Linked DNA regions of Zea mays: region 1 is linked to region 2. The links are chromatin contacts, called in public Hi-C maps. All regions are on one chromosome and are shown on one strand. Each heading gives the region's core, a stretch centred on a gene start, on an enhancer-like site or on the middle of the called end of the contact. The rest is flanking DNA. Distances are from core to core; before and after follow the strand shown. Region 1 holds the start of LOC100194260. Region 2 holds the start of LOC103636536 (protein VAPYRIN).

What was found. A called contact is a pair of places that touch in the nucleus more often than the background predicts.
Region 1: a contact with region 2 is called in a Hi-C map of ear, with 4 times the contacts expected there. The contact joins the promoter of LOC100194260 here to the promoter of LOC103636536 in region 2. A contact is called at or near these places in 5 of 25 Hi-C or Micro-C datasets (bundle sheath, ear, leaf and 2 more) and 1 of 3 datasets of contacts at active chromatin or transcription factors (leaf).

Annotation. Positions count from the first base shown.
Region 1 is chr8:176,519,742-176,524,502 of Zm-B73-REFERENCE-NAM-5.0, forward strand. It overlaps LOC100194260, which reads left to right and starts at 1,709. Exons shown (of 4, transcript NM_001139299.2): 1 at 1,709-2,348; 2 at 2,465-2,720; 3 at 3,093-3,234; 4 at 3,360-3,853. The coding sequence starts at 1,734. The coding sequence ends at 3,450. LOC100502492 (putative laccase family protein) reads right to left here. Exons shown (of 5, transcript NM_001196970.1): 5 at 3,825-4,761. The coding sequence ends at 3,968.
Region 2 is chr8:176,335,725-176,341,300 of Zm-B73-REFERENCE-NAM-5.0, forward strand. LOC103636536 (protein VAPYRIN) reads left to right here and starts at 2,659. Exons shown (of 2, transcript XM_008658882.3): 1 at 2,659-3,904; 2 at 4,334-5,084. The coding sequence starts at 3,128. The coding sequence ends at 4,798.

The DNA.
Region 1 (4,761 bases), core at 459-2,958, 180 kb after region 2:
ATAGTAGGGGTTAGATGTTGATGTCTTATTGTTTTCTTTGCTTTTGTTGACAATAGCTTGTTATAGCCGGTCTTAATGTTTTTGTTTTATTTTCTGTGGTATTGTCGCTTGTGTAATCTGAACTATCTTCTTTATTAATATAATTGGCAATTCTACTACTCAATTTATTTTTTAAAAAAAAACACGAGTGTTTGCGCTCTGTAACTCGTGTACAATTTCCAGTTACTCGTGCGGTTCTTCAAAACAAATGCTGTTACTATGTTTTTCCTTGAAGATGCTATTTTTTATCTGTAGTAACATATACATATTTAGCTATTAACTACTTATTAAGGAATCAAGTTTGGCCTAAGTTTGACCGGATTAATTTGAGAATAATATCCACATCTACCATATTAAAGAGGAAAATTGTAAAACTAAATATCATAATTGTAACTAATAATGAAGTTAATGTGGTGCCATAAATAATATTGTTACTTTCTATAAATTTATATAGTGCAACGATGTGAAAGAGACTCTAGCCGAATTGGTTATGTGATATGAGTAGCACTCCTCATGTCCTAGGTTTGACTCCTCATGGGAGTGAATTTTAGGATGTGGTTAAAAAAATCCTCTCAAGTCTAAGGCTCGGTCACGATCGTTTCTCACATGGGCTACGATACCGCGGTCGTATAATAATCATTATTATGAAGATAAAATGTCTCAACAAAAATAATTGGGAGGCCCAAGGAATTGAACCCCATATTTATAGAAAAGCTTATTAATAATGCTCTACTGATTGAATTACATCTGCTCCATACATGACTCTCTATCTCTCTCCCAATCTCCATGGTTATGGTTTTTTTCCTAAGAAAAATCTTTTTTTTTTCCCAAACACGGTATACATTTCTGGAAGTTCAGCTCTTTCTCGTCAGACTTTTGCGACTTCAACTCTGAACACCTTTAACTCAAATAGTGGTAGAAGATTACCATGTGGGGAAGTGGAACGCGCTGGACAATCTCATTTAGCCAGGCCTATACGCTCCAACGTCCCGTGAGCTTGCAGCTTGTCCCGACTCCCGACTGACACCAATCAAACGAGAAACCCTCCAATCCAACACACCAGCCATATAGTGTTGTGTGTGTATGGCGTGTACTCGTTGTCCTACAGCAAATATTGATCTGTAAATTGTTTCCTTGCGGAAAATATTTGCTTCAAACAGAATGACAAAATAAAATAAAAAAATAGAAGTTATTACTCCAAAGAAAATCACAAGCAAAATAATTGTATTCATATACAAAATAAATGGGATAGCAACTAGAATCGCTGCCACTTTACTATAGCCAAACCGTATTTGGATACTCAATATAGAATCTGAACTACAACGCACAAATCTGAAACGGGAATCTGAACTCCATGATAAAAGAAAAAAAATATACCAGAAATTACATCAGCATATTCACTCTGCGCCAAATTCTGCACTCGGCATAATAACCAGCATAAGCGTTGCATGACGTCCACCGACAGTAAGCCACATAGTCTTCAGCTCTAGAAAGACAATCAAACAAATCACGAGCTCAAAAAAAAAATGGTATTTATAAAAACTGTTAGCAGAAGATTTGCTGGTTACAGAAAATCAGCTAGATATTCCCAAATTTATTAGACATGCAATGCAAGGGCCCTCTAGTCTAGAATATACAACGTAACACGCATCATCTGAGTTAAAGCGCAGGCAAGCAGATCGTCCTGACTCCTGATGGCACAGGCACACCACCCTCTTCTCCTACTAATTCTTTTGCTCTTCCTCTCCTCCACTGCCATTCCTTCCTCCAAGAGAACCCAGCCGAAGTTCTCTGCCGTCTTCTACTTCGGCGACTCGGTTCTCGACACCGGCAACAACAACCATCTCCCCACGGTAGCTGTGGCGAACCATGCTCCTTACGGAAGGGACTTCCCAGGGAAGAAACCGACGGGGAGGTTTTCCGACGGCCGGCTTATCCCAGACCTCCTCAACGAGAGGCTGCAGCTCAAAGAGTTCTCGCCGCCGTTTCTGGACGCAAGGCTTCCGAACAGCGACGTCGCGACGGGGGTGAACTTCGCTTCGGCTGGGTCAGGATTCAACGACCAGACGTCGCGGCTGTCCAACACTCTGCCGATGTCGAAACAGGTGGACCTCTTCGAGGACTACCTGCTCCGGCTCAGAGGCATCGTTGGGGACAAGGAGGCTTCCAGGATCGTTGCCAGATCTCTGATCTTTATCAGCTCGGGGACCAACGATTTCTCACACTACTACCGTTCGCCAAAGAAGAGGAAGATGGAGATTGGTGACTACCAGGATATTGTTCTCCAGATGGTACAGGTTTATGTCAAGGTAAAAATAGGCATTTCCTCCTTCTGAGTTATCTTATCTCTACTGAATTCTTATACTACACTTCAGAAACTAGGCATAACTTTACCTTCGATTCCCTACTGTAACTCTGAATGCAGGAACTGTATGACCTTGGGGGGCGACAGTTCTGTTTGGCAGGCCTTCCGCCGTTTGGCTGCACACCTATCCAAATCACGTTGAGCGGAGACCCTGACAGGGCATGTGTGGATGAGCAAAACTGGGATGCTCATGTCTACAACTCTAAACTTCAAAGACTTCTTGCAAAGTTGCAAGGCTCACTCCATGGAAGCAGAATTGTGTACGTGGATGCATACAGAGCTCTCATGGAAATCCTGGAGAACCCGGCCAAATATGGTAATGCTTTCTGTTAATTCCATGGCTTATGCACTAGGAGGCTGGAGCTGTGATGGAAGTTGATCGCAGACTTCAAGTTCTTGAACAAAATTCAGAGATAATGCCATAAATCCTAGCCGATGCAGTATTATTGAACACCACAGTACTAAACTTGGCCACCAAAACCTAGTGGCTGGCAGAAAACCAAACACTTAGTAATTCAATTGCAAAATGAATTATTATTATTATTATTATTATTATTATTATTATTATTATTATTATTATTATTATTATTATTATTATTATTATTATTAAGTTCTTTCTTCAAGTCAGCCAAGAGATTGACTTGCTGTTGACCACATCAATTCTGATAAAGGTTTGCCACAACAACAGGATTTACAGAGACAACACGAGGATGTTGTGGGACTGGGCTCAGAGAGGTTGCTCTGTTGTGCAATGCATTCACTCCTACCTGCAAAAATATCTCATCCTATGTATTTTACGATGCTGTGCACCCAACAGAGAGGGTTTACATGTTAGTAAATGATTACATAGTCAACGATGTTATTCCACAGTTTTAGTTAATCAAATACCCAAATAATGTTTTCTTCTTGTACTAATATACGCAACTAATTGTTTTGCCTTCATACTTAAGTCCAGGATACAAGAGCTTATCGTATGTCATCTATCAATCTATCATGCTATGCATGATGTATTGATGTGTTATTGGATTACTGAACAATGGAATTAATAACAATAACGCAGCCTCCCCAGGATGGCAGGTAAGCATTTTTACAAGTGAAGTTAAAGCAAAACAGAGATGCAATGGTTGAACACAAATATTATAGGCTCGGCTCCAAATGCAAAACGAATCCTCTGTCGGCTCAGTATGAAGAGGATATAAAACCAAGTAGTTAGGAATAACATTGTCAGACCCACTTTTTGCTAGCAATGGGTTATATTAGTTGCAATCCCTCCATCAAAGATTGTCCTTCATAGGTATTGAATAATGGTTCTGAATTTTCTTGTACGTCATGCTTGCGTTCATCAGTCTTGAATCTGTCTTAAAGAACAGTGTTTAAATTTGCTGTTGCACATCTCAGATTGGTTGTTTCAGTAATTGATCATACACAAAAAGAAATAATTTATTCTCTAATAATATGCTGAATGTCATTGAAAATTACATAGATTTACAGGGGAAAACTTCAAAACAAGCTGGAAGCGTGAACATGCTTTCGATTCCTCAACACAGTTGCTTCTGGTCAGCATTAGCACATGGGAAGATCAACTGGGGGCGGCTCCAGGGACTGCAGCTCTCCATACCCGTCCTCCACTAGGAAAGCCATTGCCAGGCCCCAGGTGATGTGCACGTCCAGGTGGCAGTGCATGAGCCACACACCTGGGTTGTCGGCGACGAACTGGATGACCGCCCACCCGTTGACGGGCACCGCCACGGTGTTCCGCTGCGGCGGGACGACGTAGTTGAACTTGTCGACGTCCTTCTCGGGGTCGAAGTTGCCAAAGCCCTCAGCGAGGATGAAGAAATCGTAGCCATGGATGTGGATGGGGTGGTTCTCGGGCGTGACGATGCTGGTGTCCTGCAGGACGAGCTGCACCACGGAGCCGAACCTGAGCGGGTACAGCTTGGTCGCGGGGACCGGCTGCCACAGGGCCTGGCTGACGTTCTGCGCCGTGTAGTCGAACTGCACCGGCGGGTGCGCCGGGAAGTCGGTGGTGAAGACGCCGGGGGTCTTGAAGTAGTGCGCGTGGAGGAGGGAGTCGGTCCGCGGGAAGACGAAGGAGACGTTGTTCATGCTGGCCGTGAAGCGGGTGCTGTTGTTGGGCCCGGCGCAGAGCTGGCCCGGCTCGCAGTTGAACAGGCCGAGGCCGACGGTGAAGAAGAGGTGCTCGTCGACGCTCTCGTGGACCCTGACCCTGCCGGGGCTCTTGATCCCCGCGGCGAAGGCGGCGGCGGCGGCGGTGTCGTTGAAGGCCGGGAGGGACGGGAACGCCGGCTGGATCTTGGGGCCGAAGTCGGAGGCGCAGCCGCAGTCGTACTCGA
Region 2 (5,576 bases), core at 1,409-3,908:
GGGTGGATTGGATGGCAAACCAACAGCAAAGGAGGGTTGGCCTGGTTCCGAGTTCCAAGAGGCGCAACAATCCATTTTTGACGCGCGCAAAAAGAAAAGGGACAATTTTGCCTACTGTTTATTAACGTCCGGATCAGACATGTGGTTTAATTAAGAGGTTGGAAAGGCGCCTGAGCTAAGTACTCCGTACTAGAAGGTGTGTATTTTGACTAGTGACCACCGACTGCTCAGCAATAGCAGCGCAGGCAATTGCTGGGTCGGCTGCCGGCTGGTGTGTGTCCTGCTGCTCCGCCATGAGCGTCGGCCAACATGTCAATCAAATGAGAATATGCCGCATGCTCCCCCCACGTGACGGTGGGTGCCCCGAAAGTGGAAAGCCTGCACGCTGCAAAGCCTGCCTGCCTGGACCTCACGCGCCTCGCTACTGCTTCGGATAATCTCAATAAAAGATTTCGTCATGAGGGCTTAAATATGTTAACACTAGTACTGATAAAAAGAGAAATGGTAAAAAATTATAAAAATAAAAAGAATTTATGAGGAAAACAAATTCTTTCTGTGCTGTTTTCAAAACGTGAGTGTCACTTTCACCGTGAAATTATTGGAAAATTTTTTTTGTATACTATCAGATTTTATGCTCATTTATTATGTATCACCCAGTGATATATATGTAAATTTTTTATGTGTATAATATGTGAAGGCAGTGACACATAAGAAATATGTATATTTTTCGATGTTATGCGGGGAATTGCCCCGAAATTATTTGGTGGCGACTCCCTCAGTACAACCAAAACCTGCCGCGACCATGTGCATGTGCTGACGTCCTGTACTGCCGCCGCCACCACCGACTCGGATGACCTAATTTCACGGGGGTTAGCATCAGTTGACATCACGAGCCGTGCTCGTGTCTTGGCACTCCTCTTTTTTACACGAGTTTTGCTGTGCGTGACATGTTTAATTTAGGACCGGTTTGAATCCACTGCGTTGGTAGGTACGTACATATTAGCATCTGTGGAAACCGAAATTATATTCCAGCTGAGCCAAGTGGAGGACGAATGGGGATTATGGGAGAGGTGCCTCTACAAGAACGCACATGAATGGCAGCAGATATGTGTTCCAGTCTTCCAGCTGGAACGTCTTCTGGGCGACTGTTCTGATCTGGAGACGTCCTTGGAGAGGAAGAAGTGGCTCAACCTGGCACATCCGCACATGAATAGCAGGAGATATGTATTCCAGCAGAGCTCTAGCTAAGTACTACCTCCATTTTTTTTATTTGACGTTCAACTTTATACTAACAAACATAAACTAAAAAATCGAAGGGGTAGTTAGTTTATAAATAAGACTGTTTTGATTTAATTATAAATAAGACTGTTTTGATCGACGAGAACTAATTTTGACAGCTAAATGTTAACATTAACATTAAATAAGAAAAGATGAATTATACGGAAAAAGGGAGGACGCTGAATCCTGACGCCATAAGTTCGCGTCTCAGTCAGTTGTCAGATCCAAAAACTTCCAAAGTACCAAAACCATACATGCAGCATGCTGGTCAGCACTGCTTTTGATTAAAAAGAATACAGACTGGTGCCATTGCTAGTAGGCCCGAGCCTCTCTGTCCTCGCAGAACTACATACCCTTTTTGATTCAGTATTCATATGACTTTCAATTCCTATGTTAAAGTAACATTCCTGTTTTTTTAGGAAGAATGGGACAGCTCGGGGCAGACATGTCCGTTCAGTTTGCAGAAATTTGGGTTCGGACTAAAGGTCATAGGCCCATCTGCGCGACATAGATGGATCGGCCCAATCTAAATTAGGCCTAAAAATCACATGCGCCACGGGATTGGGCCTAAAAAAGCAGTCTGAAGTCTGGAGTCAAGAAAACCGGTAAAACTTGGGTTTATCTTCGAACCGGTTGGGATTTGACTACTTTTTATGTACAACATCATCGAACGCATCAAACTGAAAACTCCGTACCGTATATAGTAAAATAAATATATCTATAAAAATCAAAGTACTATATAATTTAGACCGGAGGAAATATCTCCTTGGATTAAAAAAACAAGGCCTAGCTGTCTAAACTCCGAGTATACAGATATGATGATGACTCATTGACACGCTCGAATTTCTATCCTGAAACTCTCTGTCACATATATATATATGCTGCAAGCATTTCATGCACGGCGCGCGAGTTCTACCGCTTGCACATGATGCACGACGCATAAAAACGAGAAGGGTAAAGAGTTGTTTCGTAGCGGCGACAGGCAGGGGACGCAGGAGGGGTACGTATATATATATTTTTTCTACTTCTGACCGGGGCCTGCGGGCAGGCGCGTAGAGCCAAGCCGCGCGTATATAGGGCCTGTTTGGTTCACTACCTCAGTTGCCACACTTTGCCTAACTTTTCTGCCTAAGGTTAGTTATTCAATTCGAACGACTAACCTTAGACAAAGTGTGGCACATTTAGCCACAAACCAAACAGGCCCATAATGCGTGCGTGACGCTGGAGCACGCGGACGGGGCCAAGGCGCCAAGCCCGGGTTTCGTGCCGATTCGTCCGCGACAAACAGCAATTTGAGGGGAGGGCGTCGGCACATGGCTGCACAGCCGCGGCGGCGACGTCGCGCGAGGAAGTGGCCTGTTGGCATGGGGTCCTTTCACGAGGGCACAGTAGTGTGCCCGGTGGCTGCTTGTTCTTCCGAATGGGACGCGTGCGGGCCTGCCGCCTGCTCGCCCGTAGACGTAGCCCTGCTCCATCATTCCCCAATGGTCCCTTTGTTTATCATGCACTCGAGGGCCACAAGGGATCCAGCCATCTCCCCGTCCAGGGAATCCGCACGGACTATGTGCAGAGCTGTGGTCATCAAGGTACCGGTACCGGGGGACGCCGCTGCATGATGTGTCCTGCCGACTGCCGAGTGCTCACGCCTCACGCCATATATCGCAGTGGCACAGAAGATCAACATTCCTTTCTCGCCCATCCATCCAGCAGCGTGACGTGAAAAGCGTCGTCCTAGGTAGATAGCCACACCATTCCATTGCCCCGGCCCCCGGGCACTCCTCTCCTTCCATACTATACTCTCGCGCGGCGAGCTCCTCGAGCTCGCTCCCCGTTCCAAGCTAGCTAGAAAATGGCCGCGGCGGAAGCAGCCTCCTCCGCGCCGGCGCCCGAGCATCTCCTGGAGGTGGAGGACGACGAGGTGATGATCGACTTCAAGCCCAACGCCAAGTGCCGCGCCGACCTCCGCCTCCGCTCCCTGCACCCGTCCCTCCCCGTCGCCTTCAAGGTCCAGACCTCCTCCCCGCTCAAGTTCCTCGTCAGCCCGCCGCGCGGCGCCGTGCCGCCGCTCTCCTCGGCGTCCCTGCGCGTCGTGCTCCGCCCGCAGCCGCACGCGCCGCCGTCCTTCCCGCGCTCCCGCGCCGACCGCTTCCTCGTCCTGTCCTCGCTCTCCGCGGCGCGCCTCGACTCCGTGGGAAGCAGCAACGACGGCGGCGGCGGCGGGGGCGGAGTCAGGGCCGTCCGCCTCCGCGTGTTCTTCGGCGGGCCGTACCTTCTCCGCCTCGCCGCGGACGCCGGAGACGCCGCGGCCGTGCGCCTCATCCTGCGCCGGCAGCCGCACCTGCTGCCGTTCCTGGAGCACCAGCAGGCCGCCGCGGCGCCCGACGCCGGCGAGCAGCAGTGGGCGCCGCTGCACGCGGCGGCCGCCAGGGGGGACTGCGGGGAGCTGAGGCGGCTGGGGCCCGAGGCGCTGGCCGCGCGTGACCGCGAGGGGAGGACGGTCCTGCACGCGGTCGCCGCGGCCGGCGAGGCCGAGGCGGTGGCGGTGCTGGTGGACATGGGCGCCGACACGTCGGCGGTCGACGCGCGCGGGAGGACTCCGCTGGACGTCGCGCGCGACAAGGGATACGTAAGCGCTCTCGATCCACTCCCAATCTACCTGCTGCTTGTCCTTCTTACAGTCCTGTACCAACTACCAACACTCGCGCATCGAATTCGGATGCCTCTTCTTTAACTGGCTGGACATAGATCCGCCGCCATATACAAACAGCCCTTGCGGTAAACCCGCGCCTGTCACTAACGAACGCAACACGAGAAGAGACACAGGCCGGAATCACGCCATGGACCAGCCTCAGGCCGCACGCAACTTGGCTTATGCGAGCCGCGTAGCTGTGCTCGTGAACCATGATAGGAACGGCCCGGTCGAGTAGGACGAGCGACGACGTACGATAGTATTAGCTAACGCATGCATGGCCAGGCCATTATTCTTGTCTTGACCAAAGACCAATAATGTAATCAGTGTAACGGCGGAGGTGTTGTCAATTTTTGCCCAGTGCAGCAAGAAGTGGTGGACGTCCTGGAACGGTGGGAGCTGGTGATGACGGCGGCGAGGCGAGGCGACCTCGGGAGCCTCGAGTCCCTGCTCAGCAAGCGCGCCGGCGTCCGCGGGCGCGACCAGTACGGCCTCACGGCGCTGCACCTGGCCGCGATCAAGGGACACGGCGACGCGATCGCGCTGCTCGCCGGGCCGGGATGCATGGACGTCGAGTGCGAGGACGTGGAAGGGCACAGGCCGCTCCACCTCGCCGTCGAGGGAGGCCACGCGGAGGCCGTGGAGCTGCTGCTCGACATGGGCGCCGACGCCAACGCCCGGACCAGGCGCGGCGCCACGCCGCTCCAGATGGCGGAGGCCATGGGGTACGAGGCCATCGCTCAGCTCCTGTGCGCGAGAGGTGCGGAGGTGGCCGCCGCGTCGGCGTTGTGCGCCGCGTCGTCGTCTTCATCGTCCATATCGTGCGCCTGATTTGCTGCCGGTTATCGGTTGGGAGAGACTGTTGGACGGACACGAAGGCTTGTTTGTTTCCGCTGCTGCTCCTGCTGTGCGTGAGCCGAGAGATGCCTACAGCCGCCGTGGCTGGCTTTAAAGTAAGAAGAAGCGAACCCGTCCGAAATTGTACTGTACTGTATAGTGGTTTGTTCTGCTTTGTTGGGAGAGTAGCTCATTGTTGAGACGGTCGATTGCTATACGCGGCGTGCTGGTGGAAAAAAAACATTCGCTATGCAATTGCAGTGCTTTACATGTTCCTCAATCATCATAAGTATTATTATTCTAAGAAAGTGGAAGTAAGTAGTATTTGGTGTAACTTGGAACAGCAAACTGAACACCCAAACTTGCAAAAAATCAGCACAACAGCAGTGCACGGACTAACCAATTCATCCGAACTGAATACAGTTCCCAGTTAAAAATTAGGTTCCGTTCGACTGTACTGTTTCTGTTTGGCTGGTAGAAACCACAAAAAACCCTGCCAAAGGACCCAAACCTTGGTGTTCGAAGACAGAAACCGTTTGAAATGTTTGTTCCTTTTACTTATCAAGTACAGGATAAATTACTTCAAGGACCAGTTAGTCAGACGATTTTCCAAGAAACGAAAACCCTACCAAAGAAACATTTTCATGGAGTTTGTAACAAAAACCCAGAGGATGACGTGGAGGGAGTCAGAGAGACAAGGACTACATACATGCATGCCTGATCAAGCGCAGAAGAAAACTATCCCCATCCAAGTTCCTCAACTCTTCTCTGT